2 separate regions of the Arachis hypogaea genome follow, and region 2 is linked to region 1. A link is a contact called in public Hi-C data. All regions are on one chromosome and are shown on one strand. Each heading gives the region's core, a stretch centred on a gene start, on an enhancer-like site or on the middle of the called end of the contact. The rest is flanking DNA. Distances are from core to core; before and after follow the strand shown. Region 1 holds the start of LOC112709884. Region 2 overlaps LOC112712851 (a long non-coding RNA gene).

Region 1 (7,201 bases), core at 3,133-5,632:
ATCAATTCGATTTTACAAAACTGCCAGTGTAATATCTGAAAAGGTTCAGGTACAAGTGTTATGTAACACCATATTTAAGGTGGGAATTTGTCAACTATATTGATATTATTTATCAAATAAACCTTTTCGTTATAATTAATTCAAATATAAGAACGATACCATCAATAGTAATCTAATGTGGCCTTCTTAAGATGGTGAAAACAAAACAAAACCATGTTCATATAACAAGTTGATCAAGAGTTTTAATTTGTCTATATATGCTGTGCTCTGTAGTATTTAAGAGATATTTAGAATGAAAATAAGTTTAAATCCTAGAAGAGATTGTGACTGTTTCTAAGGAATTTTTCAACCTAATAGTTGTTCCATGAGGCAGCATATAGTTTAAGTTTTTCAAAGAGTTAGCAAACTAAAGCAGGAATGGATGCTAATAACAGGAAAACAATTAAAATTTAAGTTTTACTAGGTTGCATTATTGAATATATACTTTAGTTTACTCTCTCACTTTATAGATTGCCTAATTATACGATATGCTCAGTGTATTAGTTGTTACCTTTAGGGATAGTTGGTCTCGTCCTGTTCAATTCAAATCACATTGATTTCTTTATTCCTGTTGAATTCAAATAACATTGATTTCTTTATTCCTGTTCAAGAGAAATCTTAGAGAAATCTTAGACTTGACAATAACATAAAAGCAATTATGTCATATATCATATTATACAATTTAGATTGACATGGTGCAAATTATATTGGTTAGAAAGAACTTGAAGCCGAATTAGTTCCCCGATTCATATTATTAACAAACCAATAATGTTTTCTAAATTTAGAACAAAATAACATTCTCTTCAAATCAGAGGAGATTATGATTTTATTATCATTATTATTATTGATTTGGTCACTATAACTTAGCGGCTACAAGTTATAATTTGGAGATTAGGTCAAAAGAACGTTAGGGTTTTGATGACTCAAATTATCAATACATAACTCGACCGTTACAATTTGATCCATTCTATATTACTCGATAATTGTTGCCTATTACTCAGAGAATAAGTTTTGATCTATTACATATAACTCAGCCAATAAAATTTATACCTCGGCCCAAAGAAGTTATAGTTCAGCCCATAACTTAAAAACATGATAACTCTTAGTAGAACAACATGATGACTTCATCACACGTCATCATCAACTTAATGAAATAGTCAAAACAGATTATGATAATATCACGGTAACCACATTGTGGTTCTCACCACAACCGTAATTTATGATTTGCTAACCGAGTATATTCAAAAGGCTTAGTCTCTATTCAGTCTATATAAAATAACATTAGATCAAGGTAAAGGACATCTAAAAACCTAATACTTACATAAGTCATTCTCACTCTCTTCTTTGAATTATTTTTTACTTGAGTATCGGAGTACCTTTTGCAGGTATCCATCCTGTTTGGGGTTCTTTGGAGTCTGGCTTATAACTCATACGCGGAGAAGATAAGACGACATCTTCCCTTTTGCAACGAACTATATCTCGAAATAGGTCCCGTAACAATAAGAACATTTGGCGCTCACCGTGTGACGAGCTTAATGTTACCGCACATTTTTTCCCACTTGTTATTATTCCTCTTTTTTTAGGATCTCGATCATGGATGATGAACAAAATTCACATCCTCCTCCACCAACTCAGGCTAAGTTAATAGCTAAAAATAGTGCGCTCGAGGCCGAGGTCCAAAGGATAACCAAGTTGTTAACACAATAGCAAAAGAATACAAATAGCAAGAAAGATCGCAAGGATACTTAAAACGATGACGAACATGTGTCAGGAACTCATGCTATGGTAGAAGTTACAACTTCAAAGACGCTAAAAGGACATACAAATCCTTTTTCTGGGGAAATCATGAAGTTTCAAATGCGAAGAACTTCACCCTACCAACCACTTTAAAGCCATACAAGGGGATTGGGGACCTGAACATATATATTACTAAGTTTCACTCAATGATGTTTTTTAAAGGTGATTTTGATCCAATATTATGTCATTCTTTTCCCGCATTTTTAGATGGTGTTGCTTTTTCATCTTTACATGCAGGTTCTATCTCTACTTTTAAGGAATTGGCCGATCTTTTCACCAATAATTTTGCAGCATTCAAGATCTATGTCCATGATTCTGACTACCTTAGCACAATCAAACAAGGTCAACCCGAAAGCTTCCGTGACTACATGACGAAGTTCAATAAAATAGCAATGGAGATTCCCAACCTTAACCCTGACGTCCACCTCTATACCTTTATGAGTGGTCTTCGCCCTAGCAAGTTCCACAAGACTATTGTTGTCTCCAAGTCGAAGACTTTAACATAATTCTAAGAAAAAGCAGTAGGACAGATGGAAATAGAAAAACTTTGATAAACTCAGCGGATCAATAAACAAACTCAATAAAAAGAGGGCGATCAGAAGGACCTTTTCAAATCAGCAAAGTGATTGGCAAGGAACTTATACCTTTCAAATATTACTAGGCAAAGAACCATCTAATACTTGGAACGCAACTTCTCTAAAACTATACCGCAACTAAGTTATAATTTAAGACTCGAATATGTACTTTTTTTTCACTGACAAACATTATTTTTACATTGGATTTTGCTTGGAGGATTTTAACGAGTCACTTCATCATGTACCTTCTATATTAAGAGGGTAATCCTCAATAAACAGTACATTATTTTTAACTTCATTATTCTTTATTTTTTTTCATACTTTTAGTTCGATTACTGCTTTTTCCTACACACTTTTCCATCTAACAATGAGAAAAGAAGAAAAAGGGAAAAAGAACGAGCATATTAAGAGCATAACTGTTAGTCCTTCACTGACTTGAGTTTCGGAGTGTTTTCTGCAGGAACTTCCGCGTTTGGAGCTATAAAAGAAGTAAAGACGGATCAGTGATACCTAGAAGTTCAGTGCTCAAGGAGCCCGAGCTACACATTGGCAGAACCCCTGGTCCACATAGAAGTCGGAATCAGTCAAAGCAAATCGATGCCTGTAAGTCGACTTTAGTCCAACAAACAATCACCTGTAAGCTCGTTCAAAAATATACTAATATAAGTAACACCTTTCTCAATGACATGTTTGTCCAATTTTATTTTTAAGATTATTAAGTTGAGTTTGGAGGCTAATCCTCATATCTCTGAATTATAACACAAATGCATCTCTTTTATATCCTGCCGAGTTATGACTCGATTTTCAAAAAAACTCAACCTGCTTCTCTTAAAAATAAACATGTTAAGCTTGAGGGCTGTAATCTGGTCACTATAACTCGACGGCTACAAGCTATAATTTGGAGATTAGATCAAAAGAATGTTAGGATTTCCATGACTCATAAATTACCAACACATAACTCAGTCGTTATATGTAAAATTCGACCGTTACAATCTGGTCCACTCGTATTACTAGGTAATTGCCACTTTTTATTCAGAGAACAGTCTTGATCTATTACCTATAACTCGTTCAATGATTAATGAAGCTTATACATCAACCCAAAAAAGTTATAGCTTGGCCCATAACTCAAAAATATGATAACACTCATTAGAACGACATGATGACTTCATCACATGTCATCACCAACAACTCAATGAAATAGTAAAAACAAAAAATGCTGAGAATATCACGGTAACCACATTGTGGTTTTCACTACAACCGTAACTTATGATTCGTTAATCGAGTATATTCAAAAGACTTAGTTTCTATTTAGTCTTTATAAGGTAACATTAAGTCAAAGTAAAGGACATCTAAAAACCTAATACTTACATAAGTCATTTTCACTCTCTTCTTTAAATTATTTCTGACTTGAGCGTCGGTATACTTTTTGTAGGTATCACCTTATCTCATATTTTTTGGAATCCGACATATAACTCATCCATAGATAAAACATGACGATATCTCCCTTTTTATAATGAGTAATACTTTGAATAGGTCCTTAATAGCAAAAACAATTATTATTCTCCAATCTTTTAAAATAATTAACTAATCAAATCTTAAGATAAAATCAAAATATTTTGAAACGTTTGTTGTATGAGTAAAATGAAATAAAATTTTAAGAATAAAACCAACAAAAAACATTACAGTATATTTGATAAAAAATTATTGCATCTCCCATACAATAGAAAATAAACAATAAATATTTTTATTGAATAATAAAAGGACAATTTCTCTCGTATGAATAAGAGAATAAAATATCTCAATAATAAATATCATTTATAAAAGATAAAAATTGAAAATTTTCTATACCTTTTATAAAATAGGCTTAAAAAAAACTTCTAATTAATATTTTAAAATAAAATTTCAACTTTTTTTTTTGTTCCCGCCATATGGTAGTGGCGCCGAGTCTTCATTTCTCTCTTCGATGATTATTACCCAAAAAAGGAAGAGAAAAAGAAAATTCGTTGAATACTTGAATCAACGCTGCGACACTGAAGGAACGAAGAAAGGAGCGAAGGAATTAGGAATATGGAAGTTAAAGAAGAAGAAGAAGTGAAGTTCTCAGCGTTCCCTTTCAAGCCATATTCGATTCAGATGGAATTCATGAAGGCTCTTTATCACTCTCTCAACCAAGGTGGCGTCTCCATGTTAGAAAGCCCTACTGGTAATTCAACATTCATTTCTAATTTTTTTTAATCTTAAATTTAACGTCGTTTTATTTGGGAGTTTTTGGCTGCATCACACTTGCATTATTAATTGTTTGCAAAATGAGTTTAATTTTGGTGATGTTATTATGTTTTAGTTAGGAGAAGAGGAAGACAATGAATTTACTGTTTTTAGTCTGTCTTACATTATTGGAAGCAATTCCATGTTGTTGTTTTGCTTTGTTTTGTTTATTAGGGAAAAAAAAAAAGAATTAGGTTAATTTTGTTGAGATTTGTGTGTTATAAAAGGTACTGGGAAGACTATGAGTGTTATTTGTAGTGCTTTGCAATGGGTGCTTGATCAGAGGAGACAGCAGGAATCACAGGAAGCGTGTGGCAATGGTGATGGCGGAGTTGGTTCGGATGATGACCCTGATTGGTTGAGGAACTTTGTTGTTAACAAAGACCCCCAAGTTAAAGAGGATAAAGTGAAAAACAAGAAGGACAAGTTTCGGTATCTGTCAGGAAAAGCTGATAAGAAGGAGAAGGAGAATAAGGTAATTAGTAAAGATTTTGGGGATGTGCATTGTGAACATTCTCCTGCTGAAAAGATATGTCAAAGTTCACAAAAGAAAATTGATACAACAGATGTTGATGACAAGGAGTTTCTACTTGAAGAGTATGAGAGTGAAGAAGAAGGGGATTTAGGGAGTGTGATGTTGAAGAGGAAGGCTACTAAAAGCATGCTTAATTCTTCGAGTGAAGATGAGTCTGATGATGCTGAGGGGGAGGAGGATGAGAAGAAGTTCAAGGTTTATTCTGTAGCCGAACACATTCACAGCTTTCGCAGTTCATAAAGGAGTTACAGAAGACAATCTTTGCTAATGAGATGACTGTTGTGAGTTTAGGGTCAAGGAAAAATCTTTGCATTAACAAAGGTTTGGAACTGAGATTTTGAAGAAGTTTTTATCATTTTCCATTTGATTAAGCTGAAATGGCTAACAACAAATGTCTGTATTTTACCATAGATGTGCTTTCACTTGGAAACTCCACACGCATAAATGAGCGATGCTTGGAACTCCAGAAGAAAAAGAAAAATGAAGCTACTAGAGTGAAGGTATATCACTTTTCTTTTGAAAAATGGCACATAGAAACTTAATATTGAGAATGTTTTCATTCAACAAGGCATGCTTGGCTAAGGATTCAAGAAAAATAGTTCTATTTAGAAGTACAAAATTGAGATGAAAACATAAGCAATGCTAACTTCTATGCTTAATGTCTAATTGTGGAACTAAGTTTCCTATCTATTAGTCACTGCTTGGTGTTGGTACCTTTTCTTTCTTGGCAAGAATAAATAAGATAGAATTGTCTAGGCACTAATGTCTCTTGAACTTGCAGAACATAAGAGTAGGTGCACACACACGCAGAACAAAAGCCTCTTCTGGTTGCCCAATGCTTAGAAAACATAAACTACAACATGAATTCAGGAATGAGGTATCTGAACGAGGACCCTTGGATATTGAAGATCTTGCAAACCTTGGAAAAACATTGGGAACCTGTCCGTACTATGGCTCTAGAAGCATGGTTGTGAGAGCTGATCTTGTTGTTCTTCCATATCAATCTCTTTTGTCGAAATCATCTCGTGAAGCTCTTGGTCTGAATTTAAAATCCAATATTGTTATAATAGACGAGGCACATAATTTAGCTGATTCACTCATCAGCATGTATGACTCAAAAATTACTTTATCACAGGTATGCTCGTCAATTTTATCTAGCATAGACATTGAACAAGTTATATTTACTTTTGAATTTAATTGTTCTGTTCCCTATTTGGACAGCTGGAGAATGTGCATTGCCATGTAGAACGGTACTTTGTGAGATTCCGGAGTCTTTTGGGACCAGCCAACCGGAGATATATTCAAACTCTGATGGTTCTGACTCAAGCTTTCCTTCGAGTACTACTCAATGAGAAGAATGGAAATCCGATGGATTCTTACCATGACATAGAACATGCTTCTGAAGAAAGTAGAACATCTGATTTTACTATGGCCATCAATGATTTTATCTTTGAACTAAATATAGACAATATCAACTTGATCAAATTGTTAAAGTATATAAAGGAAAGTAATATCATGCACAAGGTGAATCTGCTACTAAATACTTACATTTTTTAATGAAACTTTTTGTCTTCAATTTGATGTCAAAATTTACTTGATTTTCCAGGTTAATAGTTATGGAGAAAAGGTGGCTAATTCGGAGAACACATCAGCACGCAATGAAATTCGGGAACATGGGGAGGAGGGGGGATGTCTGTCTGCTTTCCAGGCATTAGCGGAGATATTACTGTCACTGACAAACAATGATAGCGATGGAAGGATAATAGTTTCGAGGTCTAGTTCATCATCAAGCTTTAGGAAACAAGGGGGATATATCAAGTTTGTTATGCTCAGTGGCGAGAAGATTTTCTCTGAGGTTTGCTTGACACTGATGTCTTAAGTTAATAAGTACTTTGTAGCTTAAATTACTTTTCGTGACATATAATGAACAAGAAAATAACTCTGAAGCTTTCTTTAGATTGTAGATCAAGCACATGCTGTTCTATTAGTA
Region 2 (7,201 bases), core at 2,747-5,246, 49 kb before region 1:
TCATATCTCATACCTTTTTTTTTTCTGTGGAGTATATATTCATGCTTTTGTTCTATTATTCATTGAAAACTTAATATATTCTAATTAAATCTAGCATATTGATCTGTTAGGATTTGGTTGAATTAGTCCCACATTGCTTAGGATAGCAAATGGAGTGGGTGGCCTAGGCTATAAATATGAGGCTAAGTTCTCCATTTGTTTTTGCACCAGTCAGAAACACTTTAAGCTTGTATCTGATTTTTCTTTTCCTCTGTACTCTTTGATTAGAGAGTGTTGTGAGGTGTAGTTAGATATTTGCTTTGAAAGAGTGTGGGTGTACTGGGGTGCCGGTGAGAGAAAGAAGTCTATGTGTTGTAACAATTTTCACATAGTGATATTCTCTGGTTGTCATTTGACAACGGCCGTGGTTTTTTCTCCGGTAATTGGAGTTTCCACGTTAAATTCTTGTGTTGTGATTGTGTCTATTTTATTTCTCTGTCAAAGGTGTTTTCTCAAGGGGGAATTGTGTCTTATTCCCAACAAGTGGTATCAGAGCTTCGGTTCGGTGGGATTTATTCTTAGTATGCTCTGTGGTTGCAGCCTAGTCTGACCTTCCACATCAGAAAAGAATTTTGTCCTGTGGCTTGAGGTTGATCTTTGGTTGCTGTTGTTGTTGCTGGAAGGCAGTGTGACTCTGTGAGAGTGCAGTTTGGAAAAGGTTCTGGCTAAGGAAAGACTTGGTATTTAAGTGTGTCCATTGTGACCCACCTCTCTTTCCTGGGGACCCTTCCTAGTGCACGGTCTACAGTTGAGTTATAATATTCCAGTATACGGTTGCAACAATGTCAGGATATTCAAGTGCTGTGAAGCTTGAAATAGAGAAATTTGATGGAAGAATCAATTTTGGCTTGTGGCAAGTACAAGTCAAGGATGTGTTGATACAATCAGGTTTGCACAAGGCGTTGAAGGAGAAGATCTCTGGTTGCTCTCTCTATGAGAGAAGATGATGTTCTCTAGAAGACAAGAAGTATCCTCATGGTATTACCGCACTGCCATGGATAAGGATGAGTTGTGGCAATCAGGTCCACAATTGCACACGGGCATTGGTTGGCGTTGAGATGCAAGGTGTGTGGCGGAGTTAGGTCGATGGCTGAAGAACTTCCAGGAAAAGCCAATTTGGAAGTTGCACCATGAATTTTCAGCAAGGTTTCGATCTGTACCAAGGCGAAATTCTTGGAGTGGTCTAATTCCAAGTGAGTATACTTTCATGGTGGAGTATGATAGTTCTCTGAACTATGATTGTCGGTATAGACAATGGCAGCAAAGAATTGTCGGTGTTGACAATGGAAGCTGAAGATGTGTGACTATTTCAATCAAGGTGGAGATTGTTAGGATTTGGTTGAATTAGTCCCACATTGCTTAGGATAGCAAATGGAGTGGGTGGCCTAGGCTATAAATATGAGGCTAAGTTCTCCATTTGTTTTTGCACCAGTCAGAAACACTTTAAGCTTGTATCTGATTTTTCTTTTCCTCTGTACTCTTTGATTAGAGAGTGTTGTGAGGTGTAGTTAGATATTTGCTTTGAAAGAGTGTGGGTGTACTGGGGTGCCGGTGAGAGAAAGAAGTCTATGTGTTGTAACAATTTTCACATAGTGATATTCTCTGGTTGTCATTTGACAACGGCCGTGGTTTTTTCTCCGGTAATTGGAGTTTCCACGTTAAATTCTTGTGTTGTGATTGTGTCTATTTTATTTCTCTGTCAAAGGTGTTTTCTCAAGGGGGAATTGTGTCTTATTCCCAACATGATCTTCTTTAACAACTATGTTACGTTGTTGCATTATTTTGCAGTTGTTTCAAGGAGAAATGAAGTGGCTGAAGCAAAGACGTGTGTAGAAGTGTTGATGGAATCACATTGCATAATATCCAATGAACCTTGCATAAAGTTATGCTTGGATCAATTTGGCCCCAAATCCTCTGGTCATTGTAGTTTTCCTATTTGTGTATGCTCCTATGAATGTACTGAATATGATTAATTACTAGAATATACCTTATGCCTAGTGCCTACAACTATGCATTTGCAATTATAAATGGAGACGATAGGATATTTTCAAATAATTTTGATTGAAAGGGAGTAATGAAATTCTATCGAAGAAATTAAATAATAATTGCAAGTGGAAGTGGTTTTCTTTTCGTGTGTATCTGTGTGTACTTTGCATAGTTCTTATATATTATTTATAAACATTAGAGTACATATAAGAAATATTTAACACAAATACTAAATTTAGCATAATTTTTTTTGAAAGGTAACTAATAATAAAATAAATGGACAAAAATACACATAAAAAATTTTTGAGATTATAAAAATACACACAAGATAATTGAAATTTTAATGTATATACCAAAATTACTAATAATGGACAAAACTAACCTACCATTATAGGAGTTCAGTTTCCGATAAATTTAAAACGGTGACTTAACGCTCTTTGTCATTGTTTAGGGTATCTAAAGTTAAAAAAAAAATTTATTTTAAAAATAACAAAAGATTATTAGTAAAAGGTGGAGTGTTTTTAATGGGTTCTTTTTTTTGTATATAGAAGTAAAAGTAGTAATATATCTTAACATTGTAATTTTTGGTGTTTTTTAAAAGTGTGAAAGATACATAAATTAGAGAGTCCGATTTCTATACTTCAAATTTTTTAATTTTTTTAACAGAAATTTCTCGGTCCGATTTCTGTTCTCTTACAAATTCCTCGTTCTGATTTCTGCACTTCTCACAAATTAGACAGTCCGATTTTTGTTTATCTAATTAAACGGTTCACATTTGAGAATAATACCCCAATCAACCCATATTTTGAAAAAACACCGTTGTTACTCCAATATCAAAAACAAAATCTAGTTTTTAATGTGCCTTAAATTGATCAAACTCTAATTTTACAATATTCTCTAGAAGTGCCAATAAGAATGAAAGATTAAAATCATGTCTAGGTTTGAAGTTGGAAGAAAGTACTTTTATGGGAGAACGGCTTAAGTGACATTGGTAGATTATCAGCTGGAGCTACGTCGAAGAGAAAGAAGAAGAAGAAAAATACTCTTTTAATGATGGCAAATACTATCATGATATTAAAGTGCTGTTGTTAAAGTCGCGTATAGGGAGGAATTTAAAAAGATTATTTTTTCGATTTCATTTGTAAAAGGTATATGTAAACTGAATTTGGTTTCAAACTATATCTATTGGTAATGTTCTTTAATACTCTTGTCATGTTCTATTCATCATCATCAAAGCAGAAACTTAAGCTAAGACGCCAGTATTTTGTCTAGTTTGATGAAGTAAAAAATGAGTATAGAGACAAAAGTTACTTTGAATGTTAACTTGTTGTAACATTCACTTTTAATAGGACATAATGCTATTTTGAGCGAGGGAATAGACTCATATGATGCAAGTATGAAAGTGACGTTGAACCTGAATATTCGTTAGGGTGAGAGCTGAAATTAACAACCTTAGAAAGTCGATAATTAGATTGTATATGGATATGATGATTGTTACGGTGGATAATCGGAAATGGATGGACTGGACTTGTTGAGTTGGCCCAATCGTCTAGCGGAAGAAGCCTTCGAGCGGATTCACTCCTAGGAGCCTCCTTCCGACTTGTGTATTGGAGAGAATGGGGGGTGGTACCTGCAAAGACATTCCGATGCCTAAGTCAGCAAGGGTCTAAGCAAGTTTTTTAGAGTATGGGCCTTCTAAATACCTGAGGGGTGTCAGTGTACTTATAGTGGTGAACCCATAACCGCCGTTGGAGTGGTTCCGTCTTTGTAGGAGGATAACCGTCCCTTTATCTTAGGGAGGTTGAGGTTTGACTTGTAGAAGGGGGTTAAGAGATTTTAGGGGCAGTTACTTATTTGAATGAGTGTTACATGTCAGCTAATCTTCGTCCCCGACTTCTTACTGGTGGAACCTATGTCGAACCCGACCTCTTACGAGGAGGTCGGTTGTAGGGGAAGGCTAATATCGTGGATTGGGCCTTTACGTATTATTTGGATCTGGGCCTTGTAATTGGGTAAGGGTATGAACAGTGCCCCTACTCGAGTCCAAGTTCCTTTGCGAATTGGGCTCGAGTATTCAGCTCGGGATTGTAGCCGACTTGTTGAAGAACCGATGTGATTTTCGGGAGCCGAGGTGATTTAAATTTTTTTAACTGTTGCGTCTAATCAAACGTCGTGTCTCTTAGAGGTTTGAGAATTTACACGCGGGGGCGGTTACATTGGTAACCGTGCAGCTCTTGAATGGTTGTGTCGTTTTACCTTTATGCCCCTAACATGCTTATAAATAATTTTTCCTCTCTTCCCTTGTTTCGTTTCTGAAAACTTTCTCACCTACATACTCTGTTCTGAAAGAAAGCTTCCTTTTTCTTCAATCAACTGCTGTTACACCTCTGATCCTTCAAAAGTAAATGTCAGTTTTTTCTCTTCTCCTCTTTTATAAATTCTTTTATTTGCATGTTTTTTGTTTTGAGAGGAGTGCTGGCCGTAGGCTTAGTGATTTTGTTTTATTGATGATCTAACCCCAGGCCCCTTAGAGACCCTGTTTTTGATCATTTTTTCTTTTTCCTTTGTAGGTTTCGCAATCCCTTTCATTTAGGAAAAAGATGTCTTCTATAGAGTCTCTCGCTCAATGGGTAGATGTTACGGTTCTTGGGGAAGAACCTTTTGTGGATACTGACTATATTACTGACCTTCGCACGCATCATAGGATTTGTGCTTCTACTGAGGATGAGTCGAAGTATGAATTGATAGCCCCGGATCCAGTAGACTGGGTTTGTTTTGGGAGGGCTTCTAACACAGACCTTCATTTCTTTTTTATGTATGATAGTCTGTTCACATGTTTGGGTGTTTTTCTTCCCTTTTTCGACTTCGAGATAGCCGTTCTATCTCATTGTCGTGTTGTCCCTACCCAACTTCACCCCAATTCTTGGAGTTTTCTGAAGATTTATCAATTTGTTAGCCAAGCATTGGATTTTTTGACCTCTTTAAAGATCTTCTTTTATCTTTTTCACATGACCAAACCCTTTAGTGAGCAAAATAACAAACAGCAATGGGTGTCTTTCCGGGCCATATAAGGTCGGAGAGTTTTCACCCTTTTTGACGAATCCTTCCACGATTTCAAAAATTTTTTTCCAAAGTACGATCTGTAGAGGGTCACCACCCTTTTTTTCTGGACCAAAATTCTTCTCCTCGCTTTCCTTTGTACTGGTCGGAGTCTTCTCCCTGTGAAAAATATGGGTTGGATGACCTGGATGAGGTGGAGGCGGCCGTCGTGGGGTTCTTCCGAGAAGCATGGGGAAGAGCTCCTTATTTAGAGACGAAAAAGTTCCTGCAGGGGGTCTCTGACCTTTGTGCATGCCCAATTAGGTAGCGTTATGTTTTTATATTATGTTTTCAACCTGATAGTTTTTTCGAGTTGTCTTCTCCAACTTGTATGCTGACTTTCTATCTAATGGTTTTTTTGCAGAAATGGCGAAGAAGAATTCCCGGGAGTCTCATCATAGAGTCCAGGAGGCCAAGTCGAGGTCTCGCGCCAGGGCTGGTGGTGCTAGGGCTGCTGGCCCTCCTTCTCCTCCTCCCCCTCCTCCTCCTCCTCACAACTTGGGGACCCCCACCTGACCTATCGTCATATCCTCTTCAACCTCTTCTCTTCCATCCCCTCCTCCCCGATCTTCCCCTGAGTCAGAGAAGAAGAATCGGAAGACTTTAGAGTCTAGCTTTTCTTTTGAGGGTGAGGCCAAGTCTAATGCGCCTCAGTTCGTTCGAAATTATATCTATCCTCATACCCGTATAAGTATGGACAATGCTTCCGTTCGAAACCACCTTAATCTTCTGGTTCAGGGGAGTGTTAGGGCGGCGGGGGTGTGCACGAAGCTTTTGGATATTTTTGAGAAGACTCTCCTCAACTCTTTAGGTTCATCCCTGAGGATTGAGGAGCTAGAGGGGAGGATTCTTTTATATCAAGAAGGAAAAAAGAGATTGAAGGAGGAGTTCGCCGAGTTGGAGGAGGAGAGGAATCGTCTCCGAGAGAAGGAGAAGAAGTTGATGGGCCAGTGTGCTATGGCGGAGGGTCTGAGGGAGAAGGCGGAGCAGAGTTACATGAGCTTGTTCGAGGACCTTGTAGAGGTGAAGAAGGATTTGGTGGGAGCTCGGAATGCCTACGTGGAGCTGAAGACTCTATCACCGAAGGGGCCGAGGAGGCGTGGAGGATCTTCAAAGAACAGGTTGGGGTCATTGCTCCCGGCTTGGATCTCTCTCCTTTGGATCCTGATAAGATCGTTGTTGACGGGGCCATCGTTTCTCCTCCCCGATCTGTTTCCGAATTCGAGTTGAAGACTCGGGGTCAAAGGATAATGGAATCCCCCCTCGATCAGGAGATGCCCCCGAGTTCTTCAAAGGCTCCTGAGAAGGGTCCCGATGAACTCGCTCCGTCTTCCGTTGGTGTTGCTCCGACTTCTCTCCCTGGTCCTGATGGTGCTTCAACTACTCTCCCTAGCTCTGGTGATGATCTTCCTCTTGGTGGTGGTGACCTTCCTTCTTCTAATTAATTTTATGATGGCTATATGGGGGCCCGGCCTATGGGTCCCCCGTTTTTTAAACAATTTTTATATTTATTGTGGTGACCTTCCTTCTTCCTGACACTTTTTGGCCCTTTGTGGTCGTAAACAAAATTAAAAATACCCTTTTTTGGATAAGGATTTTAGGTTTACATTGGAAATTAAAAATACCCTTTTTTGGATAAGGGTTTTAGGTTTACATTGGCCTGCATGCTTTCCTTTTAGGTTTTGAGAAAACCTTTTTGATCTTTTTCTCTTGTTGAAAAATCCTTTGTTTTGGAAAAACTTTTACCTTGGCCAGCTGTCATTTGTCTACGTTATCTTGAACTTTTCTTAAAGACTTGGGGACAGTTTCTGCTTTTGGTTTTTAATGGATTTTCCTATCTCTTTTTGGTATTTCTCGTACTCAATTTTTCTATTGAGTTTCAATAACTTAGATTATTTCCGCGATGCATTTCATTCTTCTCGGACTCTACGACTTGCAAGTCGACTAGGTTCCGAGTTCCTACATGATCTACTTTTATAACCTCTTTACACTGACTTGTACCTCGTCGTTTTATCCTGACGACCATCTAGGTCGGTTCATGGGATTTTCACGCTTTGTCAAGCTTAAGTCGACGCGT

Evidence for each region. A called contact is a pair of places that touch in the nucleus more often than the background predicts.
Region 2: a Hi-C map of leaf shows a contact between it and region 1, with 2.6 times the contacts expected there. The contact joins the enhancer-like site here to the promoter of LOC112709884 in region 1. A contact is called at or near these places in 2 of 8 Hi-C or Micro-C datasets (both in leaf).

What each region holds. Positions count from the first base shown.
Region 1 is chr9:2,554,935-2,562,135 of arahy.Tifrunner.gnm2.J5K5, reverse strand. It overlaps LOC112709884, which reads left to right and starts at 4,382. Exons shown (of 10, transcript XM_025761869.2): 1 at 4,382-4,614; 2 at 4,904-5,407; 3 at 5,410-5,532; 4 at 5,623-5,711; 5 at 5,993-6,346; 6 at 6,433-6,735; 7 at 6,818-7,066; 8 at 7,169-7,201. The coding sequence starts at 4,479. It overlaps LOC112712773 (F-box/kelch-repeat protein At3g23880-like), which reads left to right. Exons shown (of 2, transcript XM_025765692.1): 2 at 2,074-2,342. The coding sequence ends at 2,342.
Region 2 is chr9:2,603,581-2,610,781 of arahy.Tifrunner.gnm2.J5K5, reverse strand. LOC112712851 (a long non-coding RNA gene) reads left to right here. Exons shown (of 2, transcript XR_003157930.2): 2 at 1,828-2,177. Among protein-coding and RNA genes, the nearest start is that of LOC112712851, 3.8 kb to the left of the region's middle. Within about 2 kb of position 3,996, at least 1 of the 3 cell types and tissues checked has open chromatin away from gene starts, as enhancers often do.